Regions from separate parts of the Mustela erminea genome. Here region 2 is linked to region 1. The links are chromatin contacts, called in public Hi-C maps. All regions are on one chromosome and are shown on one strand. The core of a region is the stretch at or near the end of the contact, and the rest is flanking DNA. Distances in the headings are between cores, read along the strand shown. Region 1 holds the start of CSNK1A1 (casein kinase I). Region 2 has its middle 31 kb from the start of IL17B.

Region 1 (5,350 bases), core at 2,105-4,604:
CATGTTTATTCAGTGTATTAACTACAGCTCTTGATGTTCTGTATCAGCACTGCCTTTAAATAAAAGCTACCAGATAAAAGGTTTAGCACTGAAAATGCCAGATGCTTTAATGCTTTTTGAAAATTATTTCTAATACATTAAATTCAACATGATTTGTGAAATTTCTAAAACTTCCCAACATGGATGAATTTCAAGAGCATTATGTGAGAGAAGTCAGACACAAACTACCTCATACTGTATACTGTATTTATGTGTAATTCTAGGAAAAACTAGTGATGGAAAGCAAATTAATGAGGGCCGAGGTGGAGAGATATGTTTAAAGGCAAAAGACAAGACATTTTAATTTCTGGCTAATGCAATGGACTTTTTACTTTGAAGGAATAAAAAGCTAGACATTTTAGTAAGACTTCCATTCTTTAAAAATTTTTTTCATTCTCCCAGAATGACAATTTTTTCATTCTCCCAGAACGACATTCATTCTTCCCAGCAGCTTTTTGGGGGCTGGGATAGAGGGATAGTAATCATTTAAAATCTCCCATCATCTTGGATTTCCCATTAATTTACCTTACAAAATAAACCTGCAAGTTTCTTCTAAATAATTTTTCACTTACAACCAATAGAATATTTTATCATTCAACTTCTCCATTAAAAATATCTATCAGCACTGTACTCTGGTTGTTTCCACATCTGAATTAATATACGCAAGATTTAGAAACATAAACTCAAGCAGATAGAGATATAACTATTGCTCCACTTAATTCTTAACTGTCTCTGGTTCTTTTTTACAAATGTTATTTTTGTGTGTTGAAAAACTGCTTGGCTTTACAGTACATTTTAGCCCCTATTCAAAGAAGATGCTCTCTAATCTCAAAGTCAAACTAACAATCTTTAAAGTTAACCATTTAACAAACCACAATGTTTTTATGTGGTCATCTTTTATCCTGATTACTACTGCTGTTTGCCTTCACCAATATCCCATCCCCCCAAAAGGCCACAGTTTCCCCGAGGTGAGGAGTTACTGAACAAGTAACTCAACAGGTTAAAGTTACTTATCACACTGTGGTTACGTGATTAATCTTTTTAATACATAAGATTTGAGTCAATTTCAACACAGTAGTGGTCAAACTGCCTCTTCCATTACTCACAGAAATTTAGTACACAAGCTGAAATGCAGCCAACATTACCCTTCAAGAAAGAATAATTAACACTTTTAAATGGACTCTGAGGGATTTTGCATAGTATAATTTAACAATTTCACGTCGCATCTGCTGCAGAGATCACCAACAGACTGTCATTATGCCATCTCTTTCCTTGAACCCCACCGCCGCCCGCACCTTTATTCTTGGCTTTTCAAAGGTTTAATCCACTCAGAGCTGCTAAAGGGCCAATCAAGGAAGAGTAACTTGTGAACCCAAGCCTAGAAAAGGGCAGGAATATGCGGTTGAGTCACGTCGTTCCGCCATTTTCTAAGCGGAGGAGGAAGACATGTTGGAACAAAAACACAACAAAAGAGCAGCCATTTCCCAAGCCAGCTCCAATAGCAACCCGAACTGGCCGAACCCGGTCACTTGGCACCTTCAAATCCACTTCACTGGATAAATCTAAGAACATCAGAGGTGCCGGCATAAAGAAAGCAGCAGACAACCCTGCCGCGCAGAGATCAAAGATGACCCGCATACTTAACTACAAATGAAAGCCTCGAGAAGAATGACGGAAGCTACATGGAGCAGAGTGTAACCAACTGAAATTCTAAACGAAGTTGCCAAACTAAAAATTGACTCAGTGACTGTGGTGTCTTTCGGTTCTCAGGAAACCACCAGCGCTAGTAAACCCAGGGAACTCAGATAACAAGGCCCGGATTCAGCTGGTGCTATTGCTTGCCTCTACCCATTTCCCCCATGCCCTACTTCCCTAAGTGCACCGCCTGTGTGCTCACGAGTTCTTACCGTATGTGGGGGATGCCCACCCCACCTTGAAGAATCTTATAGAGTTTGCTCTCGTACAGCAACTGGGGATGCCTGGCCTTCTGAGATTCTAGCTTCACTGCCACTTCCTGCAGGGAAGAAAGGGGATGATGGCATCAACATCCCTAAGGATTCAATGATTCAATGTCACTTGGGAGGAGGGGAGACATTAGCAAAGCTCAAACTCGAGACTAGGAGAAAAAATAAGAGGCTCAGAAGAGAAAGCTCTCTTTGTAATTATAAAACGAGGCAACTAGCCTCAAAGGCCTCTTCAGGGGGTAGTGACGAAATCGGCACGTCCTCCAAGGTGCAGAAAAATGATTCATCCAGAAAACGTAATGAGAGATTTTGAAGGAAACTGACGATCGAAATCAAGAACCCCAATGAAATAAATCCATACAGTAGGGAAACATGGGGATTAGAGAAATACAATTTTGCCGATCTCACCTTAAACGACACCTTAAAAAGTTCGACTAAGATCCATTTTTAACAAGCTGGGAAACTTCATGGGTTCTCCCAACCCTTCTGTCGGGTTCTTTGCCTTTTAGGGAAAGAGAGCGGGGGAGGCTCCTAAAGCCAAGAAAACTGGCTCCCTCTCTCTGGACTCCCCTCCCCAGTACGTGCGTGTGATGGGGAAAAGCCCGAGCACTCGAGGGTTGGGGTGGGGGGTGAGGACTGGCGCAGCGTGGTCGTGAACCCCACCCCGGGTAATTACCTCGCCGTTGGTAATGTTGATCGCCAGGTAAATGTCCCCGAAGGAGCCAGACCCGATCTTCCGTACCAGTTTATATTTCCCTCCGACAATGAATTCGGCCTTGGAGCCGCTGCTGCTCGCCATCCTGAGAGATGAAGATGGAGGCTGGGGCCAAGCCCCGACACCTCTGAGGGGGGGACGGAGGCCTCTGGGGCTCGTCCGCGGAACAAGGCTGCGGAGGAGGGCGGCAGGAAACGGAAAACGGTGGCTCTTTCAAGGCGTTACAAGGCCCAGAATTGGCCGAGGGGAACCTGATCACCGCCGCTCACTCAGGCTTCTTTTCGCCAGGCCGCAGTTTGTTTGAGGGGGTTCTCGCGGTTACCAGCCTGGGCCACTTGTTTCTGGGCGGCCGCCGCTGGCTCGCTTTTACGGCGACGTCGCGGGCTGGAAAAGGGGCGCGGTGGTTTAGGGCGGCGATACCGCTGCCACCACTGCCGCCGGCTCCCGCCCGGAGGGACCCCTGTCACTCCGCCGACGCCGCCATCTTGTTACTCCGGCTCCAGCCAACACAAAATGCCCCTAGTCCCCGGGAGCCGCTTCTTCACGGCGCAGAGCACTCTGGGAAAGGGATCTCGGGCGCTAGACCCGGAGGGTCGGCAACGAGAGGGAGGGCGGAACCGGATCCGTGAGAGTCACGGCCCACGCTCCGAGCGTCACCCCGTCACCGCCCAAACACGCATGCGTACTTCAAACCTGCTGATTGCGCAGGCGTGAGGTGGCCTCTTCTCCCCCCCCCCCCCCGGGGCTCACTTCCACTTCCGGTTGTTGGCTGTTTGGATCCAGCTACCTGTTAGTCACGTCCGACCCGCCTGGTCTCTGAAAGGCCGCGCGTCCTCGGGCCCCGAGAGCGTGTTAGGGAGGAGTAACCTTCATTCTTCGTGGAGGATGGGAACTTCTGGCTTCCTTGGGAGTTTTGACCTTTGCTCTTTGTTTAAGGCGATTTTTAACCTTTGATCTTTTTCTGGGCCACTCCCTCAGACCAGCCTGTTCCAGCCCAATTTTGTTTTGCGAGAGGCTATCGCCTCTAGTGGAGAGGAAGAGAAAAGCATCCCTGGCCGGGCTCGGTTTAGTCTTGGCTCCCGGTTTTAGCGGAGAGCAGTTGATGAAGTCTTCAGCATTAGGATTCTGCGCTCCACAGACTGTTGGAGAATCGTTTTACCGGAAAGAGGGAAGCAGGAATTATCTTATGCCTTTGTGTTGTTGCTCCACTGATAAATTTGGTCCCCAAGGGGGAAAAAACCCCCAATGCCCTATTCATTATTTTAGTAGCAGATGTCTCAACAGAATAAAATTTACAACCCTGAAAAAGCCATAGTAGAAATTATTCCCACCCACCCCACCCCTCCCAAAAAAACCTCTATAATATATCTTGGTCATGTTGAAAACTGCAGTACTGATACAAAAAACAGGATGGAAAAAACTATTAATAAAATTGATAACGTTTGAAGCAGTAAACGTTAAAAGTTACTGTTAACCTTTATACAGTAATTTTTTTTCCTTTTTTTTACTAAAAATCGATTAAAAAATCAAATCTTGACCACATTTGGGTTTACAAAATTTGACCTGAGGAAACGGCCTGGTAGTAATGATAACAAAAGAAAGCTCTGTAGTTGATGCTGTCGTCTGTAATATGAATCAAACCTCGGTGAATGAATCAAACCTCGGTTGTAAAAATTTAAACGGAATCTCTCAAAATAATTTCATTAAAATGGAAGTGGAAAAAAATGTAGACTTAACTGCAACTTTGAAAGCTGATCGAGTCATTAGTGGAGTTCATCCTGAGAGATAACTGAAATTCCTCCCTGCTACTCTAATGCCGATTTAAATACTTCTAATTCATAAAGCTCTAATCCAAATGTGTTGAATGTGAAAACAGATCCCCTAAGGTTTAGAATGGAGTTTTGATGCACTACCGAAACCCAGGCTGCCTGACTCCCAAATCAGCACTGTTAAGACATTTTTGTTTAGTGACTCTTAGGCACGTTTGGCTTACTTAAAATTCTCTGCTGTTAGAGTCTGGTCTTAAAAAAAAAAGCCAAGTGTAAGCATCTTGAAGTTCCCAGGGATAGCAGCTCTTATGCTGATTTTCTACCAGACTCCAAAATTTAATGGACTACAAAGCTTGAGGAGTTCCCCACAGTGGGTGGAGTACACATTTAAAGGGATTTTTTTGGTGTAGTGAGGATACAGTTGCTCCATTGTGGGAGATAGGATGGGGTGGGGGGTAGAGGTGTGCATAGAATGCACTAGATTAGGGATTCCCAAAGGTATGTGTACAGAGATGGGCCAAGTCTAACAGTTTTCCATAAAGATATTAGAAAACTATGAGCCGTATAATGCATTTTTTTCATTTAATTTTTTTTTTTTTTAGATTTTATTTATTTGACGGGGACAAAGAGAGAGAGAGAGATTGAGCGTACGGGGGCGGGGGGCAGAGGGAGAAGCAGGCACCCCAGTGAGAAGAGAGCTGGACCTGGAACTCAGTCCCAGGATCATGACCAGCAAAAGGCAGATGCTTAAGACTGAGCTACGCAGGTGCACCTTCATTTATTTAATTTCAAGTCATACTTTATTCTGAGAGTTTATCGTCCTACACATGTCATTAAAGCAACCTTTTTTATAAAATGGCGCT
Region 2 (5,995 bases), core at 177-2,676, 73 kb before region 1:
ACCTGGCTGACTCAGTCAGTGAAGTGTGTGAGTCTCGATTTCAGGGCGGCGAGTTCAAGCCCCCAAGTTCAAGTTGGGTGTAGAGATTACCTGAAAATAAAAGCTTAAAAAAAAAAAAAAAAAAAGAGCAGGGGCGCCTGGCTGGCTCAGCGGGTTAAGCCTCTGCATTTGGCTGAGGTCATGATCTCAGGGTCCTGGGATTGATCCCCACATCGGGCTCTCTGCTAAGCAGGGAGCCTGCTTTTTTCTCTCTCTTTCTGCCTGCCTCTCTGCCTACTTGTGATCTCTGTCTGTCAAATAAATAAATAAAACCTTAAAAAAAAAAAAGAGCAGAATAAAGAAAGAGGACATGGTTGTAAATTATGAGACCAGTAGATATCAATCATCTAGGCCCTGAGTATACCCAGATGCTTTGCTGACCATTATTGAAGGTCTATTCTTCATAAGGTCCTGAAATAAACAGGGGGCGCTAAGTGACTACGTTCTCACATGTCTCTTGCCAGTTAAATATTATTATTGCTAATTTGCAGATGACGACAATTAACCTCAGGGAGGTTAAGGGCCCTTTCTAAGGTCTCTTGGGCGCTCATGGTGGAGTCAGCTTCTTGACCCCATGCTCCCCACCCAGTGTTTTGTCCTCATTCCTTCAGGCAGACCTGGGACACGCCTCCCTGCCCCTTTCTTGGTGACACTGGCACGAGCTCTTCCTTATCTCAGCTGAAAAGTCACCTCCCGGGTGAGGACTCCCCTGACTCCTGATCTCTTCCCTCTCCGAGAGTTCATTCATAGGAAGTCTCTTCAACACACGTCACAGTTTAGAATGAGGCGTTTGTACAACACCCATCCGGCTGCCCAGTGAGGCCAGGGATTGTCTCTGTGTCGGTCAGCTGCACCTAGAACAGGGCCCGGCACATCCCGACACTGAAATCGGGATGAATGGACCATACCCGGCGCCTGTGGCCATCCGGTTACCCCACCTTCCAGGAAGCCACATGGAGGCTCTGAGTCCTGAGACGGAAGGGTCCCTGCAACCTAGAAAAGGGGAAACCAAGGCCAGAGAAGGCAAGGGACTTGTCAGGGCCCCTCAGTGGCTAGACACAGAGCTGGGGGGACAGGAGGATCCTCGTTCCGGGCTGAGGGCCTGACACCAGTGGGCAGCCCCAGCTGGGTCGGGCTTGTATCTGTGAAGGGAGGGAGTAAGGTGGAAAGCCCCCAAAGCGGCTGCTAGGAGGGGCTCCCTAAAACAATGTGGCCAACCCAGGAAGGAGGCGGAGAGGCCTGCCGGCCTGGCTGGGAAGGAATCCAGCAGGGGCCCTGCTCGGTTTCCTCCCAGCACCGGGGGAAGTAAACACATTCCTAGGCTGTGCAGGCACTGGCCGGCCCGCACCACCCCACCAGCTGCCGAGGCCTCAGGTCCCTGGCTAGTGGCCTGTTGTGTGGTACGGAAGGGAGGGCTCATGGAGGGTAAGTGACTCACCCAGGGTCGGAGCAGTAAGCAGCGGCTAATACCCTTTGCCGCTGCCTCCTGCCCCGGAGCACAGAGGTGAAAAGGACATAGTGTATTTCTCCCTTCCGCAGTCCTGGATGGGGCTGCTCAGAGGCCTGGGGACAGCTGGGCTACCTCTCGGCCCAGGGCTGGGGGGTTCTCTGAGGATCAGCATCTTGTCTCCTCCACCGGTGAGGACTGTGACAAGGGTACTGGAGCCCCCTTGCAAGGCAGGAATGGCCTGGAGGGAGCACCTGGCCCTGCCTCCCTACTGTTCAGCTGAGGAAAGCAAGGCCCAGAGGGCAGGGCCCAGCTGCGAAGAGGGACTTAGCAAAGATTAGAACCCAGGTCCTGTGGACAATGGCTTCTGTGTGTGTGTGTGTGTGTGTGTGTGTGTGTGTGCGTGCGTGCACGTACACGTGCATGCATGTCCCTGCCACCTCCCGTCCTCTTCAGCCCTCCCCCGGCCCCCTTCTCCACTCAGCCCTGTCTGGCCCTCCATGCACACTGTTTCTTCTGCCCAGAATTCCCTCCTCAACCTTTCTGGAGCAGGCAAACTCCTACCTGTCTTTCAAAGCTTTCCAATCTCACAGACCAGTCAGCCTGGGGACAGGGTGGGTCCTGCAGCTGCCGTGCTGGGGGACCAGTGCCAGGCCGACAATCACAGCAGCGGGGAATCCTGGCTCTTGGCAGCAAGTGGGACTAATTCACAGGAGTGGGAAGACGGGATGGGTTGGGTGTGACCCCTGTGAGAAAAGTCTGAGTGCCTCCCCCAAAGTGCCTAGGATCTGGACTGGGAGAGCCGGTTCTGATCTGCCTCTCCCTGGGCCCTGGGACCTGGACGATCATCTTCCGCCCCTCAGGGACATATCATCAAGACACTAAGTCCTGGGTCTAGAGCTAGAAGCACAAGGCAGTTTTCAACTCTTGTGCCCACTCCAGCTGATTAATAGTGGCTACGTCGGGTGCTGGGTTAAGGAGGATTCAGAGGGAGGGAGTCTGGTAGCAGACCTAACACTTATTTGATACAGGTAGGCTGGGTGTCTCTGAGGACCCTCCATGTCCTGCTGAAGATAACCCGATCTGAATCGGGAAGTCCCCAAGACAAGCAACAGGGTTGGCTCTCCCCCAACCCCCCGGCCGCACCCCCCACCCCACTGCAAGCCTCTGATCACCACACACAGGAGAGTGCCCCGCATCTCAGAGGAGATGAGGGCCCTTAAATGAGTGGGCCTCTGGCTACGGGCATCAGCCCTTTATCCTCTGTTGACCCCAGATAAACATTCTTTCCAGCTTGTTCCAGCCACTGCTTTTCTTCCCGAGCTGCCACTGGCTTATTCTGACCAGGTCAGCAGAGAGCAGGCCTCGGCAAGCATGCAGCTAAGCTGCTTCCGGGCTGCTGCTGGGAGGGGCTGAGCGTGTTGGGCTGGAGAATGAGAGGAGCAGGGGCTGGGAGGCTGAAGTCCATCCGCACTGATAAGCAGCCTTGGCGTTGCCCGGAGAAGGAATTTCCTGTTGCTGCTCCCTTCTGCATCTTCTGTCCCTCTTCCAGCGCTGCGGTGTCTGGACCCCAGGAGGGCTCAGTAGGTCAGAGGGATCTTTTAGAGTTTCTCATCTGTAAAATGGGAGAAAGAACTCATTCGGTTAGGTGATGGCTAAGAAATTTTACTGGGCTGATTAGTGCTCCCGCCCCCAATTCACATCTACCTACAACTTGTGAGTGGGACCTTCTTTGGAATTAGGGTCTTGGCAGGTATAAGCAAGTTAAGATGGGTCTTGCTGGGTCAGGATGGGCCCCAGATCCAATATGCCTGGGGTCCTCATGGGAAATTTGGACACACAGATAACATGGAGATACCCACAGAGAAAAGCCATGGGAAGACTGGGGTGGAGATCACAGTGATACTGTCCCAAGCCAGGAAAAGCTGGAAGCTACCAGAAGCTGGAAGAAGCTAGGAAAGGCTCCACCTGCTTTGGAAGAAGTATGGTCCAGCTTACACCTTGATTTTGGACTCCAGCCTCAGGAGCCGTGAGAGAAGACAGTTGTGTTGTTGTGATTTAGGGCAGCAGCCCTAGGAAATGTCTGCCACAGCAGCTGCTCAGTAGGGGCATCCCAGGACGACTGCTCGGGCCGGGCCTACCCCCTCCAACCCCGTGCCCCCACCCACCCCGAGCACAGCGGTCTTCCTGGCTCCCAGCCCTGACTGCTCCCCCCGGGCACAAGCTCTGCCAGTCAGCCGGGGCTGCACAGAAGGGTGGAGGCAGGCCGAGACGTGTGGGGGCGGTTGTCAGTCTCACCAAGGTTGGCTGAGATCGGGCCCAAAAAAGACCGGCTTTCCCACAGCAGGGAAGACCAAGGTGGGCCCAGGCCCTCAGTGGCCTGGAATTCTAGAGCCTGCCAGAACGGGGGCGAGTCTACATTGTCCCTTCTACCTGGCACAAGGCCTGACGTTTAGCTGCACTCACAGGACACCAGGACCCATTCTCAGGGCTCATGTTTATCCTTCACAACAGCCCTGTGATGTGCCCTCACACCACATCTGAGGAAACTAAGGCACGCAGAGCCTCCGTGACTTGCCCAAAGTCACCGACTGGAACATGGTTGAGCCGGGATTCAAACACAGGCGGTGTGGTTGGCAAACCCAGGCTTTTACCTCCTCATCATCCATATTTATTGAATTAACAAAAGGCTAGAGGCGCCTGGATGGCTCAGTCGGTTAGGCACCTCCCTATGGCTCAGATCAAGATCTAAGGGTCCTGGGCTCAAGCCCCGTGTAGGGCTCTGTGCACAGCGGGGAGTCTGCTTCTCCCCTTCTTGTCCCTCTGACCTTGCCCCTATTGTGCTCTTTCTCCCTCCCTCTCTCTCAAATAAATAAATAAATACATAAATAAATAAAATCTTTAAAAAAAGCTAAAGCCGGGCTGCCTCTCCTGACAGATTCACACACATTTCTGAAGGCCCCGTCCCCAGGGAGACTGCCATGCCCCACGCACGGTGGCCCAGGAGTGAGTACTGCACAAGTTCTAACTGAAGACAGAACTACGGCTTTCACCAAGCCCCCACCACGATGTGGCCAGCGGTGTCCCCAGGAGCCCACCCTGACGTCCTCAGCTGGTGGCTAAGACCCCAACGAACCCAAAAGGCCCAGGCCCTGGACACAGGAGAAATCCCTTCGGCCAGAAACAAATTCAGAGGATTATGGTCACCGATTAGTGACAAACCAGCAAGCACGCTCATGCGCTCCCACACTCGGCTGGTGTGGCGGCTGCGGGGACTGGGGGTTGTCGCGTCATGAGCCCCGCTCAGCTCCTGTCGTTTTTCTCTCTCCGCTTGTGTGTTGATCCTACGACCTCTGTTGTTACTGGTTTTACTCAGCCAGCGGCCCTGCTCTCTGCCTCCTATTCACCTTCCGCAAGAGGATCTCGTTGGTGCAGTTCCTATTCCCAATGGGCCACCTCAGCAGCTGGCGAGGCAGCCTCCAGACTGGGACTCCCCTCCCCCAACACAGTCCTGAGCCCGGGGGGCTGGGGGTCCTGTGACACCAATATGGCTACTTCCGAGGAGGCCGTGGAAAGGCGCAGGCATGCTGAGGCTGGCTTTCACAGAACACAACCAAGGGGAGGTACCATCTATTTCGTTCATGCCTCATTTTCCCTTTCAGACTGGAAGGTCCAATTCCCTCTCGTGGGCTCCCCTCAACCCTAGGACCCGACCCACCGACTACAGGCAGGTTGTCACCTGGGGGCAAACCCTCTATTCCTTCCTTTCCCACCGTGGCAGGCATTCCCGTTGATAGCAGCACTCCCCCCAACACCCCATTTTGTTCGCTGAGCTCAGAATCGGACTCAGAATCAGCAGCGTGCTCCAGGGAGCCATCCCCAAGCAATCCCAGCTGGCAGAAAAGAACTGGACAGGTCAGGCCGTTTTCTGGAGCGGCTTGGGGTGCTGGCGTGGCCATCTGAGTCAGCACTCCTGCCTAAGCAGGGCAGGGGACCCACGGGGGGGCTGCGACCCACGGTCAGGGGCCCTGGGTGGAGGTTTCGATTACGCCAACGCTGAGGATGGCAGCCTCAGCCAGGCCTGTGAGGGGACACCCAGGCCGGGGGCAAGGCTGGGGGCCGGACGCTGACTCACTGGCCCTAGTTTGAAGTTCATCATCTGATCTTCTTCTGTCTCTGCCTCTTCTGTGAGTCAAACAGTCAGCTTCCCCGACATCACAGAGTGTTCATCTGCCAGCTCGCTGAGACCTGCCCAGCGCTTTGATAGGGCACCAAAGCATCAGCCCCGGGCCCACCCCAGGGCACAGAGACTGCCCGGGAAGGCGCCCACTGTATCATGTGGGGACCATTATGCTTTGGGAAGTCACTGGACTTCTCAGAGCCCTCAGATGGCCGTTGTGTGGTTCATGTGGTTCTGCGAATCAATGAGAGCAGCACAAGTGTGAAGGCTCTCTTGAATTATGGGACTTACTTTGATAAATGGACTACATGGGAGGGAAAAACTTTATC

The links. A called contact is a pair of places that touch in the nucleus more often than the background predicts.
Region 2: a Hi-C map of skeletal muscle shows a contact between it and region 1, with 7 times the contacts expected there. The contact joins the enhancer-like site here to the promoter of CSNK1A1 in region 1. A contact is called at or near these places in 3 of 3 Hi-C or Micro-C datasets (fibroblasts, skeletal muscle and spleen).

Annotation. Positions count from the first base shown.
Region 1 is chr3:123,257,416-123,262,765 of mMusErm1.Pri, reverse strand. CSNK1A1 (casein kinase I) reads right to left here and starts at 3,354. Exons shown (of 11, transcript XM_032337361.1): 1 at 2,680-3,354; 2 at 1,947-2,053. The coding sequence starts at 2,802.
Region 2 is chr3:123,327,857-123,333,851 of mMusErm1.Pri, reverse strand. No RefSeq gene overlaps it. Among named protein-coding and RNA genes, the nearest start is that of IL17B, 31 kb to the left of the region's middle. Within about 2 kb of position 1,426, the one cell type or tissue checked has open chromatin away from gene starts, as enhancers often do. A contact at or near this core is called in fibroblasts, where this site is marked.